Linked DNA regions of Capra hircus: region 1 is linked to region 2. Evidence: chromatin contacts called from public Hi-C data. All regions are on one chromosome and are shown on one strand. Each heading gives the region's core, a stretch centred on a gene start, on an enhancer-like site or on the middle of the called end of the contact. The rest is flanking DNA. Distances are from core to core; before and after follow the strand shown. Region 1 overlaps STYXL1 (serine/threonine/tyrosine-interacting-like protein 1). Region 2 overlaps RHBDD2 (rhomboid domain-containing protein 2).

The links. Hi-C and Micro-C count contacts between places; a contact is called where the count stands out from the background.
Region 1: a contact with region 2 is called in a Hi-C map of blood, with 11 times the contacts expected there. The contact joins two enhancer-like sites. A contact is called at or near these places in 3 of 5 Hi-C or Micro-C datasets (all in blood).

What each region holds. Positions count from the first base shown.
Region 1 is chr25:35,158,238-35,164,858 of ARS1.2, forward strand. STYXL1 (serine/threonine/tyrosine-interacting-like protein 1) reads right to left here. Exons shown (of 9, transcript XM_018040699.1): 5 at 3,673-3,818. Among named protein-coding and RNA genes, the nearest start is that of MDH2, 13 kb to the right of the region's middle. Within about 2 kb of position 3,649, at least 1 of the 5 cell types and tissues checked has an H3K27ac peak or open chromatin away from gene starts, as enhancers often do.
Region 2 is chr25:33,914,225-33,920,649 of ARS1.2, forward strand. RHBDD2 (rhomboid domain-containing protein 2) reads left to right here. Exons shown (of 5, transcript XM_018040863.1): 5 at 1,038-1,997. The coding sequence ends at 1,395. Among named protein-coding and RNA genes, the nearest start is that of RHBDD2, 9.3 kb to the left of the region's middle. Within about 2 kb of position 3,052, at least 5 of the 5 cell types and tissues checked have an H3K27ac peak or open chromatin away from gene starts, as enhancers often do.

The DNA.
Region 1 (6,621 bases), core at 2,399-4,898, 1.2 Mb after region 2:
CCAGAGTTTGCTCAGACTCATGTCCATGGGGTCAGTGATGCTGTCTAGCCATCTCATCCTTGGCTGCCCTCTTCTCCTTTTGCCTTCAATCTTTCTCAGCATCAGGGTCTTTTCCAATGAGTTGGCTCTTTGCATCATTGGCCAAAGTATTGGAGTTTCGCTTCAGCATCAAATTTGGAAAACTCAGCAGTGGCCACAGGACTGCAAAAAGGCCAATTCCAATCCCAAAGCAGGGCAATGCCAAAGAATGTTCAAACTGTTTAGAAACCCCCCTTTTTTCATCAGTTTTCCATAGGAAATGCTAACCAATATAATTTTAAAGGTCAAACCAGTTCTGAACCACCTCTGGCTCCAAGTTCGACTCAGAAACAACATCTCAAGACCTCAAGCTAGTGTGCAGTCTACCTGAGGCTTTCAGAGCCTTCTGGCTTCAGCACACCGCCCCTCCCAGTGAACCCACCACCAGCCCACATTCCTCTGAAACCGTTGACCTCAAAAGCTTTTTTATCAATGAGCAGACACCTCTCCGAGTCAACCCCCAAGTCTGTGAGACATTTGGCCCTTCCACATGCAGGCAGGCAGACCCACTACCTGCAAATGTGACCCAAAGCGCTCCCTAGGGTTCAGGGTGACCACCCCCTCAGGACGCTCAGCTTGCTGGAGCCAAGTGAACTCCTCCTGGTTTCATGTGGATAATCTCACTCACTCTCACCACAAATCTGTCAAGGCTCTTCCTGATGCTTTCGAACCAGCTTCCTTTCCCAGTAGTTTTAAGGGCCATGGGGGAGTGGGTGTGACATGGATAAAAACATGCTCTGCTCTAAACAGCCACTGCCTATTAATTCTAGAGGACACAGTTTTGACAACCACATTGACAAATGTAAAAGAAACCAGTATCACAAACTAACATGTCCAACTTGAGCCCACTGCCTTCCCCCGACACGGCTACAGTCCACTGGTTCACAAATAGTAGGACATGACTTAGCGACTAGACAACAACATATAAAACAGGAAATTAGCAGTCACTCGGTCTAAAGTAGAGGGGCCATCTCAGAGTCTAAACTCCGTGCCTCCATCCCCCTGGTAGGAGTTCCTTGGGGAGCAGCAGAGACACATCTGCTTCACAACGTGTCAAAACACATAACAGGAAGGGAGTGGGGCTTTCGTTCTTGTCCCTGAATTAGTAACAAAAGTCCCAAAGTAGGGAGAAGCCAGTCTAGGAAAGTACATCCTATGAAGGCCTCGAACAAGCAGCATAGAACTCACCTGTCCAGGCCCTGCTAGATACCACCAGCCGCCGCCCCATCCCTCTTCCCAAACTACTTAAGAAGACTGGGGCAAGGACCAGTCTCAGGTGTATACACGTCAAAACTGACCAAACTGTACATTGTAAATATGTGCTGTTTTAACCTATGCCAGTTCCACCTTCCTAAAGCTTTACGAGAAAAATAAAGGGGCTTTCCTGGGGATCCAGTGGTTAAGAACCTGCCTGCCAACGCAGAGGACATGGGTTTGACCCCTGGTCTGGGAAGATCCCACAGGCCACACAGTGACTAAGCCCGTGCACTGCAACCGCTGAAGCCTGCGCACCTAGAGCACGAGATGCGCAGAAGGGGAGCTATGAGCATGTGAGGTTTGCAGACAAGAAAGAGCCCCTCTCATCGCCACAAAGCCAGTAAGGATGCTCCTCTGGGGGCAAAGAGGGGCGCCTGGAGGGACCCGGGAAGACTGGCTGTATAGCTGCTGAGCCAAGACTCACAGCCCAGTGGAAGGTGAGGACGTCACCTGGAGAGCACCGCACGTATACCCTGCGTTTGGGAACAGGTATGACCGCAGGCGTGGGTCCTCGCCTTTTCACACAGGCTGGCTGGAGCAGCCGCGCCAGCAAGGCCAGGAGCAGCCTCATTCCTACCATCACACCCTCCGGGGGCTCATTCTGGGCTTCAGGTGAAGGAATGTGGACAGGGTGGGAGGTCGTGAGCTGCCAATGGAAGGGAAGGGACCTGGCAGGTATTCCTGTCAGGAATTCTCAGCTGGCTCTCTCTGAAGGATCCTTGGTACCAGATGGAAAGGAAACCAGCCTCAAAGGCCATCATCTGTGGCACACAGAACCAGGCGGGGCAGGATGAGAAGAGGGCACATCCCCACCACTGATAAGCAGCCAGTCACACAAGACAGGGCCCACACGGACCCCCAGCACCAAAGGGACCAGGACCGGAAGAGGGGAAGTAAGGAGGTATCCCTGAGGCTACCCTACACTCCTCCCATTCCCAGTCCCGAGCCTGCAGACAATGGAAGGCTGCCCAGCTCCGGGAAGGGAGAAGAAGGCGTGAGTTGAGACTAGAACGTTAAGCTTGAACTGGACCGTTTTATTCCCTTTTAAAGAATTATTTCAAAAGTACACAAAAGTAGAGAGAATGATGTAACAAACTCCTGGATCTCTCACCCTTCAGCAAACATTCATTATCAACTAATGGCCCATTTCGTTTCATATATACCTCCAACTTGCTGACCCGCCCCAGATTATTTTGAAGGAAATTCTAGACATCATGTTATTTTAATTATAAATATCTCATCATGTATGTCTAAGAGATAGAGGCTCATGTTCTCAGAAACATAGCCGTAATAATGTCATCACAACCCCAAAAAATCTGTAACCATAATTCCTTGTTGTTCAGTCGCTCAGTCGTGTCCGACTCTTTGTGACCCCATGGACTGCAGCACACCAGGCCTCCCTGTCCATCACCAACTCCCAGAGCTTGTTCAGACTCATGTCCATTGAGTCGGTGATGCCATCCAACCCTCTCACCCTCTGTCGTCCCCTTCTCCTCCTGCCCTCAATCTTTCCCAGCATCAGGGTCTTTTCCAATGAGTCAGCTCTTCGCATCAGGTGGAATTCCTTCCTATCACCAAATTCCAGTTCCTAGGCACATTTCTCCAGTTGTTTTATAGTATGACAAAACTGAAATTTCTGATAACCGAGAGTGGTCTGAAAGTATGGTATCGGCCCACGATGCTGCCCACGGCGAGTGAGAGCACAGCTGAAGTAATTGCTAGAAAGAATGAAACCCCTGCAGGTTCACATTCCATTTCATTCTGACTCTTCAAGAAACCAGATGCTATAAAATTCCCCCAGGGAGCGCCCCTGTCTGCCTGTCACTGCCCCCCAGTGCTCACCTTATTCATCCTCTGGTTTGGCTCCTGACACCTTGTGTAACACCTTGGCCACGCTTTGTTACAACCCTTGTCTCCGCCAGTAGACAAAGGAATCCTTGTAGACAGGGGCTGCTATCTCACCCTTTCGCTGTATCCTCTGGACCCAGCCAGGGTTTGTGAGGCCAGACAGCTAAGGATGGCCCTGCCTGTGTGGCTTTGACCACGACCCATCACCCAGAAGCCCCCCGCCACGGATCCCTGCTCTCTAAACTGGCCCCATCGATGAAACACCACACTGGCTCCTTCCTCCGTCTGGCACTCATAAATTCATCACACTGGACTGGACTGCACCTCCTGGCTGCCCAAGTTCCTTCCCAAGCCATCGTCAACATCTCTTCCACCTTTTCCACACCATCTGCCTCCTCCTGCTTCTCCAGCCCTGCTCGCCACCCCTTCGGCCCCCAGGGAAAGGCCCCGCTCCTGCCCGAGCCTGCCCGCGCTCAGTGCACAGCTTGCCTGAGGCATCCAGATGATCTTCTGTGTCCGGAAGAAGTGATACATGCCCGAGAAGTGCTCGAAGCCTCCTCTCAGGATAAGGACGGGGTGGCGCGTGAGGTGGGTCAGGGTTCTGCCGCACTCAACAGCTGCTCCAAGCACTAATCCTAAGAGCAGAGACCAAAGAGGTGACTGTCCCCTGTGTGCTCACCGTTTGCCTAGAGGCCCAGTGGACAGGCACTCCACTCTGGAAAACAGCTATCGAGGAAACTGAAGCGAATATAAACAGAGATGAAAGCTACAATTAAAATTTAAAAAGCAATTCGCCACCAAGAAAGCTGATCTTTGTCTGTAAACTCCAAAATTTCATTTTCATTTCCATGTTGTTGCAAGGAAGGACGACCCAGCATAAGCGAAATGCTCACGTGTCTATGAAAGCGACAGTCGCTCGGTCGTGTCCAGCTCTTTGCTGCCATACGGACTATACAGTTCACGGAATTCTCCAGGCCAACATACTGCTGTGGGGAGCCTTTCCCTTCTCCGGGGGATCCTCCCAACCCAGGGATAGAACCCAGGTCTCCCACATTTCAGGGGGATTCTTTACCAGCTGAGCCACGTCTGTGTATATACAATATCATAAATGATGTACCACACAATTCATCCATTTAAAGTATAGAAATGAATGTTTTTTAATGTATTCACAGTTGTGAAACCATCACTGCAGTCAATTTCAGAACATTTTAATCACCTCCAAAAGAAACCATGTACCAGTTAGAGGGTTTCGTTCCTCACTTCCCTGCAAACATTCAGCTCTAAGCAACCTCTAACCTAATTTCTTATGGCTTGACCTGTTTTGGACATTTTCTAGAAATGGAATTATATAAATGTGGCGTTTTGCGTCTGGTTGCTTTCCCTGGGCATGATGTTGTCAAACTTCATCTGTGTTGGAGCAAGCGTCAGCACTCCAGCCTTTTTCATAGCTGAATAATATTCCTCTGTGTGGCTCTCCATCTTTGGTTTATCCACTGATCTGTTGATGAATATTTCAGGTGTTTCCATTTTGTGCCTATTATAAGACTGCCAGGAACACCCATGTACAAGGTTTTGTGTGCACATGTTTAACTTCTCTCTGGTATACACTATGGATGAAGAATGTTGCTTGCCACATCAGTAAACAAAGAACACTGTGGCCATCGAGCCATTGGCTGCTGCAGGTGTCCCTGACTATGCACTCTTCCCTAAGTAAGCAAATTATCAGTGTGTGGTTTTGGGTTTTGTTGTTCTGTGATTGTGATTTTTTACCGAGTGAGGATGGTGGCTCCATAGTGCTAAAGTGAGGTCAGGCACAGAGAGTAGAGGGGATTGTTTTCACCGACCACCATTTCCTAAGACTTAGGCTTCAGCCAACAATCCTAGGATTGCAGACCAGGTTTGACTGTAGCAAAGAGGGGACAATTTACTGGCTAAGGGCCTCCTGAGAAAACTGGTGTTATTACAGGTGGAAGCCTACCGCCACCCAGTGGCCACTGGTATGAACGCCCAGCCCATGGAACTCATCCACCCCCATCAGTCACTGAGCGGGCAAGCAGCAGCAATGCGTGGTCAGCCCAAAGCAGCGGCTGAATGGAGAATGCAGCGGAGCCTCAGTGAAACAGGCCGGAACTGGCCACGGTCCAGCTCGAGGATGAAGTGACTGTTCTCCAGGATCACCATTCAAGCCGTGGGAGACCAGACAGAGCCAGACTGCCTGGGTTTGAATCCTGGCCCCACCACTTACTACGTGTGGCGGTTTAAAAACTCTTCCCACAAACACTTCAAATGCTTCCCTTTAGTTTAATTCCCCTCTCCTGTAGGGGTTGGAGAAGGAAATGGCAACCCGCTCCAGTGTTCTTGCCTGGAGAATCCCAGGGACGGGGGAGCCTGGTGGGCTGCCGTCTATGGGGTCGTAGAGTTGGACACGACTAAAGTGACTTAGCAGCAGCAGCAGCCTGTAGGGGTAGCTGTACTCAGTGACTTGCTTCTAATGAACAGAATGTGACCTAGTATTTCCGTCTCAAGAGCAGGTCATAAATAGGCACGTGGCTGTCCCCTTCTCTCCCTCTGTCTCGGCCCACTCCCTCGGGGGAAACCAGCTGCCATGTCATGAGGCCATCTAAGCAGCCATCTGCGGAGGTCCGTGCAGTAAGGAACGGAGGACTCCTGGGTATTCCCACGGGAGTGACCATCTCAGAGGCATGTCATCCTGGCCCCATCTCACCTCCTTGGGACAGCAGTCTGGCTGACGTCATGTCTACAGCCTCAGGACAGGTGAGAACCTCCCAGCTAAGTGCTCCCAAATTCCACAGAAACAAACAGACAACTAATGATTATGGTATTAAACTACTGAGTTTGGGGGTAATTTGTTACACAGCAGTAGAAACCCACGGTCCCAAACATGGGGAATGAGTTATTTCACCTTCCTGGACTCCAATTTCCTCCTCTATAAAACAGAGACGTTACTTACTAGGAGACAACTCTCCACAGCCTTTCGTGTTTCTACATGTCCTTTGAACAAAGGCGCTGGCTTTTCAAGGATATCTGTGTAATAAACAGCCTTGGTTGATAGAGACAGTTCCTCCCTCCAGAGTCAAGGGCAGGCAGGCTTTCTGCATGTTTGTTAGAAAAGATTTAGGCCCCCTAAGCTCAGAGTTCGCTAACAATACCACCCACTGCTTTCTGGCTACTTCTATTGCTCTGAGAAATAAAGTCTTTTATCTCTGAGCCAGGAGCCTCAGGTCTTGCGCCAGCATCCACGAAACCACGGCAGACTCGCTTGTCACTTTGCAAAGAAGGAAACATCCCAGACCCTTCCCAGGTTCTGACACTGCCGTCCCCATCGGGCTGCTCTGTAGAGGTGGCCCAGGCAGAGCTCCCGGCATGTGGCAAAAGCGCTCGGTAACTTAACTCTTCTCGCTGCTCTGGTACAGACTC
Region 2 (6,425 bases), core at 1,802-4,301:
AAATGTTGTGCGTCTGTACTTCAGTTGATTTATAAGCCTAGGTTTGGACTGAAGTGTCTCAAGGTTTAATCATTACCTAACACAGGCAATGGCAACCCACTCCAGTACTCTTGCCTGGAAAATCCCATGAATGGAGGAGCCTGATAGGCTGCAGTCCATGGGATCGCTAAGAGTCGGACATGACTGAGCGGCTTCACTTTATCACTTTTCACTTTCATGCATTGGAGAAGGAAATGGCAGCCCACTCCAGTATTCTTGCCTGGAGGATCCCAGGGACGGGGGAGCCTGGTGGGCTGTCGTCTCTGGGGTCGCACAGAGTCGAACACGACTGAAGCGACTTAGCGGCGGCAGCAGCAGCAACACAGGTGTCAGTGGTGTTGACATTAGTTCTTTGTATTGAGAAATCTCTGCAAAAGTTCACAGGCTAAATCCCTTAGAACGTGTCTTCCTTTGTAGTCCCAGTCACCTGTGTCTGTGGTGGGGTCTTCGACCTTGGCACAGACAGCTCCCCGCATCTGTCGTGTCCGTTCCTGCCTGCCAGGACTTTGAGCTATAAGCCTTCTTTCCTGCCGTCACGGGTAGACCGTCTGCCAGCAGACAAGGCCTGGGCCCGAGCCCTGTGCTGCCCAGGTGGAGCCTTCCCCTCCGACCTCCCACAGGAGTGGACCTCTTCTCTTTGGTTGAATCGCTAGGCCAGCCACAGAAGACACTAACTACCGTGATCCCATCCCCAACTCCATCCGACTTGCAGACTGCCCTTACACCTCAAGGGGTTTCAGGCATGGGTCCGTTGCCCCTCATCCTGCTGGCTTACTGCAGGGCGGTGAGTGGGCACCTGTTTTCTGTTCAGTTGATATGACTCTTTCTCCCCATGTGGCACTTTTACAGCTGGTTACAGGAAATGCCCGTCCACAGCATGTTGTAATAGAAGGCAGTGCAGCGAGCCCAGGCCTTTCTCCTGCGGGTAGACAGTTCGGGGTGCTGTGTTCCCCGGCATGACTAGCTCAGCACCCATCTTCTCTCTCGTTCCTTTCCAGGCTGAACCCTGTGCCCGGCTCCTACCCCACGCAGAGCGGCCACCCTCACCTGACCCCAAATCGCCCTGCCGCCCAGATGCAGCACGCCAGTGGCCAGAAACTGGCGGCCTGGCCATCGTGTGCTCCTGGGCACATGCCCAGCCTGCCTCCGTACCAGCCTGCCTCCGGCTTGTGCTACGTGCAGAATCATTTTGGCACAACCCCCAACTCCTCGGGTGTCTACCCAGCTTCCGCGGGTGCCTCCCTGGGAGTCCAGCCCCCTGCCCCCCTCAACTGCCCCGGCACCGTGTATTCCGGGGCTCTGGCCACTCCAGTGGCCACAGGCTCTAAGGAGTGCTCAAGGGTCCTGATGCCCTGAGAAAGTTTCCAGGGATGCGATCTCCCCTCCTGGCCTTCTCAAAAAGGGCCTCTGTGAGCTGAGATTTTCTTGACACGAAGTTATTTATTGGATACCTCTATGTGCCACGCTCTGTGTTGAGTATTTTGATATGTGTTCCTGTTGATCTCCTTTACCCTCATGACAGCTTCGTGAAGTACAGTGGTCCCCACTTCCCAGATGCAGAAAGCAGGGCGCCTGGTCAGGACACGTGGCTCTTGTGGCACAGCTGGGGCGCTTGGCTTCAGGCCCAGGCCCCTCCCACCCACTTCCCCGCCCCAAAGAAACCTCGGGGAAGGGGGATCGGTTGTCAGCGGCTCATCCCAGCTCTGTTCCTTCCTGGCCTTGTGCGTAGTGCTCTTGGTTATCCAGTGTCCGTGTGTTCATGTGTGCCCTTCAGGAGCTCCCTGCTGGTGTGCTCGCCAGTCCCCAGGCCTGTGCAGTGTTTCTCCCCTGCAGCGACACCCCCACCACCCAGACTTCTGCCCCAGGAGTGGTGAGACGGGCCTGCGTGCGCCCCAGCAGTATGTTGACGGGTCCGTCGCGTTGGTTACGTTTGTATAAAGAAACTGCCTCCAGCCTGCCCCTGGCATGCTGTGTCTTTATGATCGGGGAATACAGAGGGCAGCAAAGAGAACTGTAGCCAGGTCCAGTCGGGCAGACGATGCCCCAGCGGGGATGTGAAATGGGGCAGGAGATACGAGGCTCCCTGGAGAGCTGAAAGGGCAAATGGGAAGGTTTGGCGACCCTGAGATGGGTGGACGGCAGAGAGCCACAGTGGTGGTCCCCACACTCCAGGCTGGGTCACCGTGAGAAGGGCTGCCTGGCGGGGCCTTACACAGGAGAGACATGGGCACTGGCGGCGACGCTGTGAAAAGCAAGAGTTAGGGAGGAGAGCCCTGGCCTCTGCCTGTCTCCTGATCTCCCAGCAGGAGATCCTGTGGGCTAAATTAACCATGAAGCTGTTGGCGAGTAAGCCCAGGAATTGTGGTCCGCAGGGATCAGCTCGCCCATGCCCACCCCTCGAGGCAGGGCAGGGCAGGACAGGAAGGTGACTGAGCCAACGGGCACCTGATCAGGCCCGGGGGAGCTCATAGCTTCTGATCAGCTGTCGGCTGGACTCCAGGTGGGCTCACGTTGAGGAAACACTCCTGGTGCGGGTGTCCTGACAGACACCATAACACGTGGCCTTTGTGTATTCCCGGAGCTGGATGGCCACCTTAGGCTGGCTCTTTGGAGAGGCCTGGGACTTAGAGATGGATAAGACACACCCACAGATCTGCAGCAGTGGTCAGGGCGATGAATGGCCTGCACTGGCCGGGGAGGGGGAACGAAGCCTGGAGGGTGGCTCCTGAGGATTGTGAACAGGATTCACCAGCCGAGGAGTCCAGACTGCAGTCCCAAGAGCCTGGCACATCCCACCACGCCCGCACCTTTCCCATAGGGTCACCTGGTGAGGGCAGGCTGCTGTGTGTCCCCTAGTCATCATCCCCCCACTGCAGACTCCAGTCCCAGGCCTGTGCCCAGAAGCAGGGGAGGAGGCCACCTACCTTTCAGCGTGCTACCATCACCTCCTTCGTATCTGGTCCTCCCAGTTGGATCAGCCAGAGCTGTAGAGGCTGGCGGCCTGCCTTGTGGATGGCCAGGCTCAAGGACCCTCACGCGACCCTGAGTAGCAGGGCTCTGAGGGTCATCTGAGGTCATTCTGTTCCATCGTCTCCTCTGCCACTGGTTTCCTTAACCAGCTTCCTGGGAGGTGGGGTGGGTCTGGCAGAGCAGCCGACAGCAGCCCGTCCTCTGCTGCAACCGCTGCTCTGAAATTGGCTCTTTGCCTGTTCCCCTGGGCTTTGCTTGGGGCGCAGCAGGCAGCCTGGACCAGAGCAGGGGCACTTGTAGAGGGGATCCCAAAGCCCTCCCCCACTTGCCTGTTGAATCATCCACGTGTATCCGCTTCTGTGCGAGTGTGCCAAGCCTTGGACTGGGCCTCAAGACAAGACAGGTGAGCTCTGTGAGGGCGGAAAACCCCCAACACGGGGCTGACACACAATGAAGATCTGTTGACCAAGTAAATGAACTGGGATGCCCTACACTTGGGGATCTCAATCTGGGAGTGGGGGAGAGTAGACAATTGAAAAATTGTAATTCAGTGGCGTTGTTCAGGCATCAGAAGAGGCCCCCAGACCAGCCTGGAGATCTGGGGGTCAGTCGGATACCGACCACACATCCTTCCATGGGGGCGGGGTGGCCCTGAAAGGAGGGAAAGGGGAAAGCCCTAACTAGGTCCTCTCGCTATTGTTAGGTGCAGGAAGAACACAGACCAACAGGCAAAGGGAAGGCCATTGTTCCCCCGCATGATAGAAACCGCTCCCCAGGCTAGGACGGACCCACTGATGGCCAGAGAAGCTTCCAGACGTTCTCCAGTTCCCCCTCTTCGTCAGCAGGGGGCAGCAGAGAAGCAGCCCCTTGGCCACCTCTGAAATCTTTCCCTGGGGCTGGTGCTGGGACTACAGGAGGAAGACGGTGTGCTTCCGTCCTTGAAGGAGCCCCCTCTGGGGTGGGGCCGGGGATCCAGCTCTGTGCATAAATGTGACCTTCCAGATAAGGTCTGGAAGAGAGGCATGGACGCCCAGCTCTGAGAGGCCCAGCTCTTTCAGATGCCTGCTGGTTCATTCCTTCATTTAACAAGCGCTTTGTGGGCAACTGGCGGCTCAGACGGTAAAGGCGTCTGTCTGCAATGCAAGAGACCCGGGTTCGATCCCTGGGTTGGGAAGATGCCCTGGAGAAGGAGATGGCAGCCCACTCCAGTATTCTTGCCTGGAAAATCCCATGGATGGCGGAGCCTGGTAGTCTACTGTCCATGGGGTCGCAAAGAGTCGAACACTACTGAGCGACTTCACTTCACTTCACTTGCGGGGAGCAAGAGCTCCAGGCCTGTGCTCGGCTCTGGGGACATGAAGAAAGAAAAGGAGGAGCCCAGGCTTCAGTATGCCCAGTCTGTTGTGGGAGACGTGCTCTGTGGAGTGGGAGAAGAGCCAGGTACAGAGGCGAGGTGTGCCCACCTGGCAGGACGGGGTGGGACGGGGGAGGGCAATGGAGGGGAGTTAACCAGGCAGGACCCAGGGCGATAGTGTGAGCAGAGATGGGAAGGGAGTTCGGCAGGGCAGAGGCTGTGTGCAGCTAGGAAAGAGCTGGAAGTGATGGGTGCCCAGCCTGAGGCCCTGGCTGAGGGGTGGGACAGACAGAAATGGAGCCTAGAAGGCAAAGTGACTTCCTGGGGTCACAGCAGGTGAGTGGCCAAGCGTGTGCACACAGCTCTCCCACCCAGTGTCCAGTGCTCTTGCCCTGCCGGAAGGCGTCTGCCCACCCACAGGTGGCAGGGTGGGGGAGGGCCCAGGATTGGGTTGGAAAGTCCTGTAGGATGAGGTTCCCCCAAGTGAGGAATGAGGGGATGGAGAAGGATGGAGTTGGCTCCTGAGACCTGCAGGGGCCTCTCCCCGGGCCTGCATCCCAGGGTGCCCTCAGGGCTCTGCTCAGAGCATCTCTGCCTGGATAACTGCCCGCAGCCAGAGGCAGCGAGTCCCCCACCTGGGCTCAAAGCTCAGCACCGCCACACCATCTCCAGGTCCCAGGCCACCCAGGACCTTGCTCGTTCTGAGCCTGGAGCTCCTCTCCCATGAAAGGTGGCCTGTCCGAGTCTGCTTAAACACCCCAAGGCTACTTCCTTGATGGACTCCTCCTCCTAGGGGCCTGGCCACAGCATCCCTGGAGCCAAGGACCAGGTGGGCTACCCACAGAGGCAACACTGGACAGGGCTTGGGGCGGTTGGGACACAAAGCACACACACACACACACACAGGACACACACACACACACCCCCAACTCAGTCACGTAAAAACAGACACGACATTCTGAACTCACAAATCTTACCTAGGGGCCTTCCACGCCAACCTGCACTCTCTGTGGTCAGGGCTGTGGGTTCTGTAGGTGAAGGAAAGCTACACGGCTCAAAATAGCCTGGAGTTAAACCCCCCCTTCAGGTCCTCCCCACCATTCTATACAGAATAAAGAACTTTCTCCCCCGAAGAAAGGAATGGACGTTAAGATTGATTACGTTCAGCCCCCAGCCGATCCCAGTCTCCAGCCAGTCTCAGGAAATCCTTGCCCCAGTTGTTGAAAGCTAACTAATCAAAAATAATCTTGAGGAGAAACAGACCCCTCAAAACAATGCATCTCCGCGTGTATATGTTTTCCATATAGACCTGCTCTCCTCTTAGCTCAGCAGCCCACTAACCTGACTGCTGCCCCTTCTCTCCTCATTAAAGGTGATCTGTTCCTGTAAAGTTCCCGTCTCTTTCTTTCTCTGACCTTCACCTTCTCTAATTCCCTTACCCTATAGTTGATGCTGCTGCTGCTGCTGCTGCTGCTAAGTCGCTTCAGTTGTAGCCGACTCTGCGTGACCCCACAGCCCACCAGGCTCCCCCGTCCCTGGGATTCTCCAGGCAAGAACACTGGAGTGGGTTGCCATTTCCTTCTCCAATGCATGAAAGTGAAAAGTGAAAGTGAAGTCGCTCAGTCATGTCCAACTCCTAGCGACCCCATGGACTGCAGCCCACCAGGCTCCTCCGTCCATGGGATTTGCGGGTCCCCTCAAATACGGTGAAGTCCTAACCGTAGCCCTGACTTGTACCTGTGAATGTGACATGATGAGGTCATATGGGATTCAGGTGGGGCCTAAACTCAACAGCTGGCTTCCCCATAAAGATGAAGCTACACAGAGACCCCACAGGGAGAAAATGGCCCTGTGATGACGGAGGCAGAGTCTGGGTCGACGTGTCTCCCAGCCACGGGCGCCAAAGACTGCTAGGAACCACTAGAAGCTGAAAAGAGGGGAGAAAGTGTTCCTCCCTAGAACTCTCAAGGGCAGCACGGGCCCCTGGATGCCTTGATTTCAGACTTCCGGCCTCCAGGACTGTGAAAGAATAAACGTCTGGGGTTTTTTTTGTTTGTTTAAG